2 separate regions of the Gasterosteus aculeatus genome follow, and region 1 is linked to region 2. The links are chromatin contacts, called in public Hi-C maps. All regions are on one chromosome and are shown on one strand. The core of a region is the stretch at or near the end of the contact, and the rest is flanking DNA. Distances in the headings are between cores, read along the strand shown. Region 1 overlaps LOC120817039. Region 2 has its middle 60 kb from the start of ankrd50.

What was found. Hi-C and Micro-C count contacts between places; a contact is called where the count stands out from the background.
Region 1: a contact with region 2 is called in a Hi-C map of tail fin, with 4 times the contacts expected there. The contact joins two enhancer-like sites. A contact is called at or near these places in 3 of 6 Hi-C or Micro-C datasets (skeletal muscle, tail fin and whole body).

The regions. Positions count from the first base shown.
Region 1 is chr4:3,848,814-3,856,336 of fGasAcu3.hap1.1, reverse strand. LOC120817039 reads left to right here. Exons shown (of 9, transcript XM_078101952.1): 9 at 504-707. The coding sequence ends at 542. Among protein-coding and RNA genes, the nearest start is that of LOC120817039, 11 kb to the left of the region's middle. Within about 2 kb of position 5,821, at least 1 of the 9 cell types and tissues checked has open chromatin away from gene starts, as enhancers often do.
Region 2 is chr4:3,527,513-3,535,090 of fGasAcu3.hap1.1, reverse strand. No RefSeq gene overlaps it. Among protein-coding and RNA genes, the nearest start is that of ankrd50, 60 kb to the left of the region's middle. Within about 2 kb of position 4,525, at least 1 of the 9 cell types and tissues checked has open chromatin away from gene starts, as enhancers often do.

The sequences.
Region 1 (7,523 bases), core at 4,572-7,071, 320 kb before region 2:
ATTCTGATTGAGTGCAGATGACGCAAGGGGCTTTTCATTCTTCTTTTTCTAATTTCAGTTTTTTTTTGAAGGAGCACTATTTCTACAACCATCTTCTTGCGTTTGCCTTATGAGCTTCATGAGATAAAATTCCAGGACTCAAAAGACGTTAACAGGAGAGTTTAAGACAATTTAAAATCATCTGCTTAAGCTGCAGGAGACATGGAAGCGAGGGGATGGGGGTCTACAAACTCGTTAATTCCGTAATTATGGGATGTAACATAAAACTTAATAATTCTGGTCAGCAATGGATACTCAGCGTAATGAAAAAGCTTGTGAACCGCTGTTATTTTGTTGTATTGTTATTTGAGTCCTCATCGGGTCACGCTGTGTATTCTGACCTTTTCATCCGGTTGAAACCCAGCTTAGACCTTTCTATCTGGATCTCCTACTCCGGTTACTCTTTTTGCTCACTTTCAGAGTCATCTTCACTTAAAGTTTTTTTTTTTTTTTTCTGTCCTCAGGCAGGAGTCCTCATCAGCGGATACCAACACCCTCCTTGAGGACCTGCAGCCTGCAGCCTGGACTCGTCTTCCTCTTCTCTTCCCACCTTCTGCAAACCACAACTTTACCGCTAAATGTTTGTGTGCGCGGTGAACTTTGTAAAATACCCGCCAGTCGTTGTCGTAAAAAAAAAAGAAAAGAAAAGAAAACATGGAACAGCTTAACCGACTCGTTCCCAGAGCCTTTTTCCCCCTGTCTTCCTTTTACTGTGACACGTGCACATCACATGATGTCACATTCTCCCGTAATCGTCCGTTACTCAGACCGTGTAATCAACACCACCAACCAGAGCGGTGAAGCACCTGCGAATGTTCTCTTCTGTTGTGTTGCCAATGAATCCTCTCTCGGGGGAAGCAGCTGCTGGCGAGCAACAGGAAACAACAAAACGTGCCGTTCAGAGCAAACCGAGGCCCGGCGGATGGTTTCCTCCGCACGGAGGATCTGGTTCATCTCCGCTCCGAACGAGGGGAGATCCTCACTTATCAGCACGGAACAGGGAGACGTACGGGAGGGGCCAGTGCTGTCGACTCGATGGTCTTCATCGAAATGGGAAACATGTGACGCACACATGCTTCGAGTAACCCTTTGGTTGCTGGACTGACGCGACGAAGCCTCGAGTCCGACGGCATCGCCGTCGTGGATTACACGGTCACTTTGTGCAAGTTACGATAATTGGAATCACAACAAGCTCCGCCCTAAAGCATATTCGTGCGCTATGGTTTAGTGGACCGTAATATACTAAATGAACATCATGCTGTATTGAATAAGATCAAGGCCATAAACTCATGTTTACAGTGTTTACTGAGGGAATAAGTCATTTTCTGCACAATCGGAGTTGCAGCAGCAGCAGCCAGAGATGTCGACTTGATCCACCAAAGTTCAACAAATAATCCAACATGTTGTTTTTTGGGCAGTTCAGCACACTTTGTTAAAGTCAGGAAAAAATTGTTGTTTTCCTTAACTAAAGTGAGCACAGAAGGGAAAGGGCAACCTTTCTCCTAGCCTCAATTAAAAGTTTGAGTAGCCTCAGAGCTTGTAGGAAGTGAAGTAGGAAGCAGGGGGCAAATTGAGAAGTCTTGAACCTTTGTTGAAGGTACAAGCATTGGATGACACACCGTTTTAGTGAGAACCGATGCCATTTTTTAATACAAAAAAAAACAACGTACAAAAACATACTTTCCACTCACTTTGTGGGTTTGTTTCAGCATCTCAGTCACCGACCCGTCGTTCCATTACCACCCCTCCCAGTGTGATAGTTGTGGTGAACGTTGCTCCTGCATATTGAGGTCGCGCTGTGCTTACGGGAAAGCTGACTTTGCATGAAACAGAACGACTCGATGCCAGTCGGCACTCACGCCCCTTAAACAGAAAGCTCTGTGGAAATGTGAGGATTGAGAAATGATGTGACGGGTCATAAATGTCCAAAAGTCTCAACAATAAGGTAAAGATATCAACAACAGCAAAGGCAAGCTGGGGGAAATCTTTCGGAGGAGCTGAAGTTGAGGACAGAACACGAAAAAGTATTTTCTAATACTAAAAAAGTCGCACCCGCATCAACTTAAAAATTGAAAAATAACTTCTTGGCACAGGGCGGCTTCAGGTCAGAGTTCTGGACCCCCGGTGGGGTGGGGTGAGGGAGTTGGGGGGTAGGGGGGGGAGGGGTGGTCGCGCCACCAGACGTGTAGCTCGGAGGCCCCGCAACACTCCTCGGCCCTCAGCTTGACCACGAGGGACGGCCGGCGGCCGCCTCCAGGCCGAGCGCTACACGGAGCCCGACCTCGGCGGCGGAGGTGTAGCCCGGGATTAACAACGTGTGGCGGCTGGAAACAGGTCGCGTTTGCACACAATAAATAGCGCCGCGCCGCGAGACTCAGACGTTATGGCCGTTACAATTAGGGGTGGAGAAAGAATAGCACGTTTATGTCCAGCCCGTCGTCCCTGGCCAGGCAAAGCACATAACAGATATTTAACACCAGGATGTAGCTGTTAAACAAAGTGGGACTTGTTAAAGTGGAGACTTTTGTCTGTGCACTTGCTTGTGCAAACACAGATTATGTGGTACAAGTATGTACTGTACGCAGCTGGTGTGGATCATAAATAACACCACATGGAGTCTGGAAAAAGTTCAATTATTGTGAATAGAAAGCGTTCATTAAACATTTACGAGAGCCCGAGTTCACTCGGGGAAATTCATACATTCATCTGTCTGCTCTCGCAAAAACAAACGGCGGGATGTTCGGCGCGTAGCTGTTTGCGGTTTTTCGGAGCTTAAAACCGACAGGCAAAATGTTTGTGAAACGCGGAGTCACGTCTCGTTCTCTCTCCACGTGGAGATCGGACCTCCACCCGGCGGAGTTAAGGGTTGTTTACCGCCGCGTCCTCTGTGTGTACCGCTGTTTGGTTTCATCGGATTGATTAGCGGGGCTCGCGTGCTAATGCGAAACAGAGCGGGATGATGCATGTGGGTTTCTTTGGGGGGAGGGAGGGGGAGTTGGTGTCTTTCTCTCTTGACACTGTTTGGATGCGCATGTAAATGTTTAACGGTGGCGTGAGTAAACACACGGCAGGGCGAGGTGTCGGGGGGGGGGGGGGTTCGAGAGGAGCCCGCGCTGCGTGACACGAGCACGAAGCCGCGCGTAAACACGGAGCTTTTCTCCCCCCCGAAGACACGCTGACATCACGCGTGGAGGAATCCTCCCGCGTAAACAAACTCGATCAACAATACAACTGGAAAACTCTCCAACGCGCGGGTGAGGGCGCTCAGGTTTGGCCCGACAGACCAGGTGACATGAATCCCGAAAGTTGATTAAACCAACAACGCAACAAGACGGAAAGGCGTCAGTCCATTCAGCCAACATCGTACCGTGGCCGTCGCCACGTCGGTGGTCTTTGTGGCCCCCGGTGGAGCATCTGCTGGAAGAATCGACGCAGCCGGGCAGGAAAAAACAGCGCGCCATGTGTCTGTTTCATTTTTCAAAGTGACCACATGCCGCAGTTGGAATCAACAGCATGCGTGTTGTTGTTTTTGTCCTCCACTTTCTACTCTCGTCTCCTCGTCTCGTTGTAGTCTCCAGTGTGTTTATGGGAGGCGGCGGACGAGGCGGCGACCGGCCTTCGCACACCATGCAAAACGGGGATGTCGTCAACAAGTAGCTGGGTGTAAAAGGCATATTTGTAAAAGACGACGCGCCGCAGGTCTGCCAGGTTTTTTTTCCCGGCGCCACTTTGTGTTGCCGCGCGGAATTATTCCTCAACAGCCTGATGGGCAGAAATTCAGCTGATCTCTGCGGAGCCGAACGGCTTGCAGCGCTTCCCTACGCGGGAGACCTCCTCCACCACCACATCCTCAGCCGCTCTCTGCTCCCTGGCTCGACGCCTTCCCTTTCGTACACATTCAACGGGCTGTCAGCAGACAGAAAATGATTGATGACAGTTGCAGCACCATCTGAGTGGACTTGTTCCTCCATCCAAGCGAGAGCCGGTGGGAGATTTTGTTCCCCCGGCGAGGTCAAGTTGGCCGGTTGTCACTTCTTGAAGCAGCGTTTATGGGTTTTGGACTTTATTTAAGGTAAAAGTTGTGGTTAAGCACGCAGGGCTGGAAGGAAATCGCTCTGAGGTTTGGGGAATAAATGGAAGGCGATGTAGGTCCTTCCAACTGAAGTAATGCAAACATGTGCGTAGCCGTTTCCTCGCTTGACATTGGCAAGATGTTGACCCACCATTGACCCCTGGTTGGCATGTGGCCGCAGCTTGTTTTACAGCCCGTGGGGGGCGAACGAGGGCCGACTGTGTGTGTGTGTGTGTGGCGGCGGCGGCGTCCGGACCATCGAGAGCACAGGTGAAGCACAGCGGCGAGGCCGTTCCAGAGGAAAAAGCCTCCCTTCCCCGTCGTATGAAGCCTAATATCAATGATCTGGAAGACAGATGTGCTTTACGTCGAGGACTAACTCTTTCCACTCGATGGAGTGTTTACACTGGCAGAGCATTTTGACTGATATTATGGTGGCAGTTCCTCATTCTTATTACATTGTCAATACTGCCTGTGGTCTAAATTTTGATAAATTGCTCTGGAGGAGAGATTTCCAGGCGGACGGAGCCGGAAGCTGCAGCTTGAATTTGTTTTTCGGCTATTGGATTGTATTTTTTTATGATGTCACCACGTGAAGAGACGAGGTAGATGAAGGCAGGTTCCCTTTAAACTCAGAGACTAACTATAAATATAAGCTACAACTACACAATTACAGTTTACAACAACTCTAATCTCTGCTTGTAGTATTGCAGCATTTGCTCTACTCTGCCCTCCCGTGACGTCCAAAGGTCTATAAATGATGGGAAATGGTGTTTGTTAAAAACACAAACATAAATAATACTGTTGAGAATATTGAATGTCATTAGCCTGCAAATTTCTTTGATTTTTTTTACTGGAATTTGCTGGAATCGATATTATAAGTCCTGTTTTCACTTTGACTGTTTATACTGTAATTATGGAAAGCACGAAGGCTGGGAAACCAGCATTCTGAAGGCAAAACCCAAAACTAATAATCAACATGTTTAATCTCCACCACAAAACCACAACTAGTCCTTTTTTACATTTCGTTTGAAACAAAAAATGTTAAGTAGTGAGTTTTGAGAAGAGCTACAAGGTGGATTATGCTGCTCTTAGGCAAAGCCAGACCAGAGTTGTTGCTTTTTGAATGGATGGAAGCCATGAGAGGCCTAGTCCGGGGGCTTTTGTTGCTCATGTCCCTTCCTGCACCCTCAGATCCTTGGATGCGTCCTCCATGTGTACTTTACAAACATGAGCACGGCTCACGGACACATAATAATAATTATTATAACAATAAAGAGGTTGAAAAGAGCCACATCATTGGCTCAGACTTTGTCTCTTTCTAACTGTTGGTTTCTAACCGGCGAGGTATCAGGCCGAGCTGCTGGCACCAATTTGGTGTGCAGGTTGTAAACATTTCTTCCTCGGGTCCTGGCAGCGACATCTGCAATCGATTTTCTCCCAGACCTGAAATGCCTCTTGTGTGCCAGGCCAAGATTCTTTTTTATGTCTTTGCTCTTTCTTCTCTTTTCTTTAAATCAGTTGTTTCTTCAGACATCCATCTATTCTTTTTGGCAGCTTAAACCAACTGTGGAGATGCAAGTGAAGGATCCTGGGACGAAAGTCAAAGGTTTTTTTTTTTTGCTGTCAGATTAACAGTAGGTTAGACGAGATGTCTTCCTTTGCCTGTTTTTTGGCCACTAGGACCTCAGCTGAGCCGCAGCAGCCCGGCTCCTGGCGGGCTTACGTCACGTTGTGTGGGGAAGAATTATCGTCAGCCCTCCTCATATCGTGACGCTCTTCCTCGGCACGTGACGCCCCCCCCCCCTCCCGATGAAAGCTCTGGTGGAGCCCGGCATTAAAAGGCTCAGGCGAGCTCAGTCCCGGCCTCCCGCTTCTACACATGTCATGGGCGAGAAGAAGGAATCCGAGTTGAGCAGCAGAGCAAATTGAGAGCAAATGGAAAAGACTTGCCACGCGACGAGGGCGGCCATGTTGGGCCCAATCTGAGACCAGCTGCACATTCCAATACCCGCCATTTATTATGCCACAGGAAGGCAGGGTGTCCTGATGATAGCGTGTCGAATGCAGAATGCCCAAATGCCAGGATGTCCGGTTCCACGCTGCAGTATGGAATCCCCCATTCTGACCCACAATGCTGTGCGCTATGAGCCAGAGGGTCAAAGTTCAGAAGCCACGTTATGACGAAGTAGTACGTCCCAAACCGCGTATATGTTTTATTAAACTGAATATTGCTACAACTCTCCAGATCCAATCTTGCTGTAATAAAAGCCCTGGACATAAACACTAACTCATAGGGGGACTCAAATTGACTATTTCAGTAAACGTAAACTCAATAGCATAGCCTTCTTGACATTTTAAATTCATGTTATGAGCATACTGAAGCTCAGTATTAATGCTTAATGCCGCAACACATTCACAGTCCAGGTGCCGTCAACTCAAACCATCCTGACGTACTTTTAACTCCACACCAAAGCTCAGAGGTCTACGTCCGTGTTTGTCTTCCACTCCGTCATCGGACTGCGCTCTGCGTCCTCTGCAGGCCCGGATGTCTCAGGTATCTCTGCAGGAACAAGCCGGCCACTGGAGGTCCCTCTTGCACCACGCATTGCCGGATCATTGAAGGCCCGTTGAACGTGCCTCAAATGTGTCTTCAATTAGCGGGCTGCAGTCAATACCATCCTCTGACTTGGAATGTCAGCCGAGATGGAGATGACCTTCTTGGTTTTATCTTTTATTTGCCCGTAAAAAACAACCCCATCAAGGGACGGCTCTGCAATGCACACATTTCTTAAAAGCAAAAAGGAAAACTTTTCACCTCGGTGTCGATGTGAGTCGCGTTGAACCGATAGAAGTATGTTCTGTTCCCGCATGTGACGTCCCCCTTTTCAGTGTAATGAAAGGGTAAGATGAGAAGATGCACATGGCGGAGGTTCTTCAGCAGCGGGGCGCACGGATGAAACGCATGCATACGTTACGGTTCCACCCGGAGCGGCTTTGAAAGCTGTTACGGTTATAATGTCCCGATATTGAATATCCGTGAATTTGATGAATGCATAAAAAAGACAGATTCAGTGTTTTCCCTGGAATTCTGTTTAAAGCGCTGTGGGAAAGTCTTCGACCAAAACGTTCCTTTGAAATACAGACAAACAAGAATATTTCAGTTCTCTGAACCTTTTGTAGAGCTGTAAAAACCCACCAAACATACAAACCTCACACATTTCAAACGTTACGTATCTAATTCATGGAGCGCTGAGGTGATTTTGTTAGTGGGTATGCGGGAGCTGCATTGAGAGGACGTGGCCTGAACATGCAGAACATTATCCTCAGATTGCTCAAATTACGGAGGGGAATAACGCCACTAAACATGATACAATTTAGATGCATCTTAGTGTCAACAAGCAAATAGAAC
Region 2 (7,578 bases), core at 3,276-5,775:
TTTCTCTGCGAGTGATAACGGCTAGAGGAGAGCTGGACGCTGCGCTGGAGAACGCTGAACTCTCACAATCACAGCACCTGACATTGTTTTGGCGTCGCGGTGCACGTGAAGTGTTCTGCTACGCCGTGTGTTTTGAGCTGGAGGGCTTCGGGACACTCGATGGAGAAATCCATCAGTCCAACGTGACGCGCAGCATTTAAGGAGGACGTGTAAACTTAAACACGTCTGTGCGGTGTGCTCGGCGTCAGCGCCAGATATCATCCCGCAAAGAGCACGTAAGTGATTGGGTTTAAAAATCCAAGCCATAAAAGGACATTTACATCTCAGCAGTAAATTCATGTGAGCGTCCCGAACGAGCCAGTAACTACAGCCTTTGCACAAATTCCACGTCATAAATTTTCACTGCAGTATGTAAAACATTTCATTTCCTTTCCTTCGTCTCAGGACTCCGAACCTCCTCTTGTACGTCTGAACGCAGTAAAGTCCCCCCCCCTTTGGGGTCAGCGGGACGGGGTCCCTGCCTCCTTTTCCTTACTGCAGTCATTCCTCAGCTAAAAAGCTTTTGGAGGCCGGATTGTTGGTCGAACCGGACTCTTCTGTGACGCGACACGTTGGTTATTCACGCAGAGATCAACAGGCCTCACCAGTCGTGCATTTTGTCAGTGCAAACTGTAATGGGAAATATTAGTTGCGGAACTAGTTTACTGACTAGAAATATAAATATGTATTTCATTTACTCCACAGCCCGCGTGCGTCAGAGGATCCCGACCGTTTGTCTTCCTGATCTGTCGTTTCCTCCGTTGTCCCGAAACATCTCTTATTAGCTCACTCGCCTGTCGCACAAGTTCTGTTTGACCGGCGGTCGCTGACGTAACAAAGAACGTGACACATCGACTAAAAGGGATCCAGAATGAATACCGAGCGGCCGGAACCGTGAGCACACAACGTGCTTAAAAAGGAAAGGCAATAAGACGTGAAGGGCTGCGGATGCGGATGTAACAGGAATTCAGGTCCACGTGTTTGTTCCCTGGATTGATTTGTAAACGGGGGCTAATTGTGCTGGAGGTGATTCGACTTTGCTCATCTGACTAATTCATCTAACGATTCCAATGTATTTATAATCATTTGAGAGCCACGGAAGATGCCAACATCTACGAAGGAGGCCTCAATGAGGGAGTATTTCAATACTCTCTGATAAACCAACTCTTTTAAAGGATACAGTCCTAAATACTCATTCGTTGAGGCGAACCTCTCTCTGCCGCCACATGCGAACTCCCGGAGCTCCAGCAGAGGCCAGTAGGGCGACACCGAAGGGAAACGCAGAGAAACGTCCCGGCGAGTCCCACAGTCGGACAGTTGACCTCTGTAGAAACCAGCGGCGCTCGTTTGAGTGAACGAGTTCCTGAGCAGCCGCGTTTTGTTTGGCGGCGTTTGCACAGGCAACAATTACAGGAAGCACGTCTTTAGTTCATGAGGCTATTTCGGAAAGAAAACACGTTTGAAAAACAATTTGTGCTTTTAGAGATTGAAAGAACGTTTTCTCATGTGGTGTAACGAAACGCGAACACGCATCATCAGCTTAAGTAAAAGCTGAGCTCCTCTTGGCACAGTTGGACCGTTCTGTCTGACACATGAGAGAAATACGGGATATGTAATAACGCAGAAAAGGCCTCTGCACCTCGGAGCATTGTTCTCTTTTCAACCCTGGACATCAAAGCCCGGCGCTTCGACAGGAGATGCGTTTTCCTTCCTTCAGCTGTGTTATCGTTCATGATCGATATCAAACAGACACACGGCGTAAATCAAACACCAGCGGGCCCGAATCTCTTTCAAGTACCAACAATCTCCGCCTTTCTGAAACAATACACATCTCTGGCAGTCGGTCTGTTTGCCAAGAGCAAGGAAGTCAGGAAGTATTGGCCAAACATACCCCTTCTGTAAATAGATGGGACACACACACACACACATAAAATACGGACACAAAACACAACCAGCTGCACACACACACACACAGATGGAGTCACTTTTGTCCACGTGCACCGGCAGGCAGCGCGTTTTCTCCCCAGAAAGCGTCGCACAAACGCAAGTGAGCTCGTCGTGCAAAAAAGCGTGCTGCCATTCACTCGTATTCACGCAGGAACCCGGTACAAAGCCAACAGCTCACACAGGAGGGAGGTCTGAAGTGCCCCCCAACGGGGATTCTGTCAGACTACGAGCTGAGAAGGAGGGGGGGGGGGGGCGGTCTGCAGGGGTTCACCACACTTCTGACTTGTATGGATACACATTTTTCTCAAGTTCATTTGAGCTTTTAAACGGCAACGTCGGTTTTCCTTGTGAGGCTTTTGCACGTTTGGTTTTTTAGACAATTTAGTTTTTATGAACAAGAAAAGTGTTACTTTACAAAGAGAGAAATTAGTCTAATTTATAGAATGGTGGGTTTTAATAACTTAAGTTGATACCATCAGTTTACCCAAATTTAGTATATTGAACTGATGTATGAAGCAATCTGTTCTACACGAACAAAAAGGAGTACACATAAATAATAAGGAATCATAAAGGAGACATAACCTGTTTCAAACAGGAATATTATTGCATAAAAGTTACTGACTTTATAAACAAACTAAATGAATCCACATAAATCAACTTATTATCTTTTTTCAGAGCTTCCCCTGGTCTTCATTGGTGGATGGAGTTGGTTACCATGGAGACTGTGGAGATCCACTCGATACAACAGAAGGTACCATGTTTCCCTCTAACACGTGGTGGAGAAGCTTGATCCACAGCTTTTAATAGGAGTAATTATCAGGGAGACATCTTCCGTTCCAAATGGACGCGCCTCTCGTCCCCTGTCGTCTCCTGCAGGACGCGAGGCCACACAGAGCGTCCTCCTCCGTGCCTCCATCATTGTGACTTCTTTCCTCGTATTGTAAACTCGCCCTGCGGCGTCCCAGCAGAAGAGAACGCCGCGGTGGGCTTTTCCCAGCAAAAAGGAAACGCTGTTTTCCGCAGGAAACGCCGTTTCTCCCGGGTCTTTTCAAGGACGTGGGGGGGTTTGTTTGCTTCCATGGAGTTCTCTCAGATAAGCTCAAATAGTCTGTTTTTTTTTTGATCTTCACATCCCTGCGGGGTCACAACGCTGCTCCACACGCCGTCCCCGCTGTCCCCGCCGTCCCCTACCGCCGCCATGTTTGTTTGTTTTCTGACGCTTTTGTTACTCGTGGAGGAGGGAAAACTTCTACAAAAGTTTGTTTGAGAGAGTCGGCTCTTATCTGTGGTGCTCCTGAGGGCAGGAAGTGAGGAGCCGGGGGGTGAAGAAAAGAAAGCTGCTGCTAATGTAATATAATAGACATCCCAAAAAGTGCAGGAGGTTGTGGAGTCTGCAGGAGAGGTTAGATCAGGAGGAAGTGAGGTTTCCCTCTGGGATTCAACGGGAAAACACGGGCAAAACTAAACCTGAGTCATGCAGGAAATATAAAAATACGTTGATTTACTCCTTTAGAGGGAAGTTGAAGGTCGTGGTGCGTTCAGGTGTTAAGTAGCTGTCCCTGCTGGTTTGTCTAGGCTACTATTAGATATCGGCCTTTGAATTTCACACATAAGTAGCCAATGAGTAAAAAAACACCACCCCACTCTTTGTGTCACTTGTTAATAATTCACTTTTCTTCACTCCCAACATGGTTCAGAGTGCCGTAAAAGGTGGGAGAACATCAAACTAAGCTACCTATTTTCTTGTAGTATTTTGTGCTAAGCTAATGAGCCGCCATGACACGAGAGCGCTTTCAATCTCCTCATCCAGCTGCAAGAAAGAGAATAAACACGTTCCCTGTATTCGGCTTGAGCGCGCTGGAGCTCCTCCACCTGCAGTCCGCGCACAGCTTCTCCTGAACAGAAGGTGTGCGCGTGTCCTCCGGCCGCCTCTGATCGATGGTGACAGCTCTAATCCAGTGTCGATCCCCAGCAGTCCGCCGCTAACCCCCCGCCGCCGCCGCCACATCAGCACCCCCGCTCCGGCTGCACTGCAGCGCCGCCTTCACTTTTCAACCCTCTGCTTTGTTCGTTCCTCTTCGCCGTGAATCTCGGCTCTCACGTGGGGTCACCGTCAACCCCCCTCTCTCGAACCCGGTAACCCGTGTACGAACCTGTGTTTTTTCCTTGTTCAGGTTAGGGTTTGTGAACGTTACCATTTCCATTTTGAGCATCGAGGCCTCATTTTAGCTGGCCGGTGAAACACTGCGTCACGCATTTAGTTTAGTTCATGGTGAGACATGTCTGGCGGTTTGCCACGTGTGACAATTTGTATTCCATTTTTCTGCAAAAGGCAACTCACCACACAAGACAAGTGCTTGTTTGAAAAGCAGCATAAAAAAAACATGGCACTGGCGCAGGAAAAATAAGAAGTTGTTTGCCTAACCACAATTTCTATTCCACCACAATGGCAATTACGCCAATTTGTTACATGACTAGAAGCAGCGACGCAAAGTATTTCCTCCCTCTCTGCTCGCAAATAATTACGCTCTGAGTCACCGCGATGGAGTGTGTGCGAGCAGCCGGCCGAGCTGCTGTTGTGCAGTTGAGTAGTTGTGTGCTTTGTTCGTGTGTCGTTTTTCCCTTGTGGCCTCTTATAATTGACTTTTAATCCCCAAAAAATCTGATTAGATGCAATGTTGAATGTGATCTGCTGGATGTTTAAAAAGGCCCCTTGTGACGCTCGTGATGTTCAAAGCTTCTTCTGCTGCCCCCAAGTGGCCAAAAAACAAACACTTCTACTTTGTTGTTCATCTTTAGACGATGCTGTATTGCTCGTTATAAGCTTAATACTTGCACTGGTTTCTTATGTAAAATAAGCTACTCGGTAACCGAAGCGATAGAGGGGGGCGATAAACGCCATAAACGTGTGATTAAAATCCAGCCCTGTGAGGCGGCTGCACGCTCGCACCTCTTTGTAGCGCAGACGTTCTCTCAGTTGTCACCGACGAACACGTTGAAGCCGTTTTGAAAAATGGTTTTGGCAGCTTCCTGCTAGCGTTTCTGGCCATTAGAAGAGGAGCATCTGGGAAATGAGATCACTGTGCTCTCGCCCGCGTATCCCTGTCACCCTTCCAGCGCTCAACATATGGCTTTTGTGAGCACATTTTAAAGAAGACTTTGCCAAAGCAGAATCAAGTTGTGCAGACATTCCCATGTGTGGGAGCGCTGAGTTTGTTTGATTCCACCTCTCTTTGCACAGGTATGTTCACCACTAACTCTTTCTTTGGGAGACATCACATACTACATGGAAGCCACTGAGCCACCGTTTGGACGTTGCGGCCTCTGAATGGTTGAGGGTAAATGTGAGGAGGCGTTTCATTGGTGACGGTAATTGATTTTGACATTTTGGAAATCAAGTTTTGATTCAAATCAGTAGTAGATCAGTAGAATACGCTCCAACTCTGATACTTCCACCCTTTGCTCTGACAGATCATTTCTCCGGAGTAACTAAAAGATGCAGCTTAGTTTATCAGGTTTGAGGTTTTTCATATCCTGAACCATAGCACTAAAACAATATTCAAACTGCAAGCTAATTATCACAATCCAATTAAAACAATAGTCTGCAATTATAGTATTTGCAAATAATCAATCAGGTTAAATGCTGAAATCCATCAGCTGTATTTTCTTACAATCCCCTTCTACCAACCAAACATGGTGTTCTGATATTCAGTAATGCTAAAAGGTCGACGCTAACAGGTCGATGCTAAGACGGGGCTAAAAGCCAGATACGCAAACAAATGATGCTATAAGCTCACAGAATTTCATTTTGTAATAAACCACTAAAATAAAATGACACACGTGAAGAGGCTTAACTTTTGCTTTGCTCTAATAAATCCATAAATCAGAACCAAAGAGAACTTCCTGAAGATCCTGAGTGCAGGTGTGCGGCCCGTGTGTGTCTTTCCATGTAGCGGCTGGCTAATCAAGTAGATCGTCATTTTCTGCCGGTCAGAGGGGCGAGACCTAGTGCGTCCCGAAGCGTCCCGGAGCGTCCCGAAGCGTCCCGCGGCCCAAAGGAGGAGGGGGGGGCTGCTGGGAGCTCCGCGGCCGTCGGGAATCATTGTTACGGTTCAAAGCGGGTGCCGAAGCCAAACCTCAAACAAGGACTGAAAAGGACAGCGGGGGTGGGGAGGGGGGGGGGGGGTGGGGGGGTGAGTATGTTGGGCGGCTGTCATGGTCATTATCCTGTTGGCTCTAACCCCCCCCCCCCCCTCAAACACACCCATGTACCAACCATTCAAACACATCTGCAGCGAGCCCACCCAGTCCTCGCCTTAGCTTTTTGAAGCAGAATTTGGAAACAAAGCATGTGCACCATGCCAACTTTTTAGGTGGGGGGGGGGGGGGGGGGGTTCTATTTGTGGAGGGTGAAAGAAAAAAAAAGTGAAAAAAGTGGCAACGGGGAGGGCGAGAGCGAGGTGGTGGATTAAAAGGTGAGAGAGAAAAGCGTATCGAGGCTCTTTAATTCAAGAAATCGTCGACCCCCCCCCCTCCCTCTGCCGAGAGCGATACTTCATGAAACACACAGACAACGGCTCAGCGGAAGAAGTCACCCTTAATTCTCCTTTTGATCACCCAGGAGCCTTTGTGTCCCCGGGCTCTTTACACATTCTTTCCTTTTTGTGCCGATGCTCTAAGTTGGGAATGATTAGTGTCTGTGGATAAATCCCCTTATTTCTTTCTCCCTCTTCAGGGACGCTGCTTCTCGGCCCGCCGGCTTAACGCCCCCCTCGCAGAGGATCCAGGTTACTTTTGATGCTTCATGCCTTTCCCCTTTTATCAATCACTGATCATTTGTCGACTTGCTTAATCCTATTACTTGAACTTGAGGAGATTTTGAGATTTAAAAAAAAAAAAGATTTTCTTCAAAACACATTTCTATATCAACAGGAGGAAAAGGGGAGGGGAATTTATTGTGTAATTGGTTGTATGTCACCGCTTAGAAGATTTTCAGCCCTGATGCACCTATGGAGGGAACACATTGTTAATCATTATTGTCAGTTATTTCACTTTTACAAATTTACAGAATTAGCTTTTTTTCAATGATCGGCCCCCAGAGGAGAACTTACAGCAGCGTGCATCTCCCGACATTTTATATATATATATATATATATATTACACAACTGTGAGGTGTGAGAAGTAAACACAGACCAAAAAGGTTTGGAGGCGAAGTGGAGAATTGTAGGAGAGCTTGGCTTGAAATTTCTCCTCACGTGAGCATCAGTAGAGTCCCGAGTTATTCACCTTCACAGCTGTGAGTTACAGTTATTTGCGCTGCTTCAGGTGTTCACGGCTTCCACAATCTGTCGGGTACGGTCATGTGATGCCGCGTAGGACGACGCGCGTCCACCGTCTCCACCTCCCGCGGATGGCGAGGGCGTCAGCAGGAGGAAATCAGACAGCAGATCTTTGCATTCAGAAGAACCTGAGCAGCAAATCAGCATATTGTTCACCATCAGCGTATTGACCCCGATGCTCTAAAGATAGACGACAAGCGCACACACTGTGTGTGAGTGTGTGTGTGTGTGTGTGTGTGTGTGTGTGTGTGTG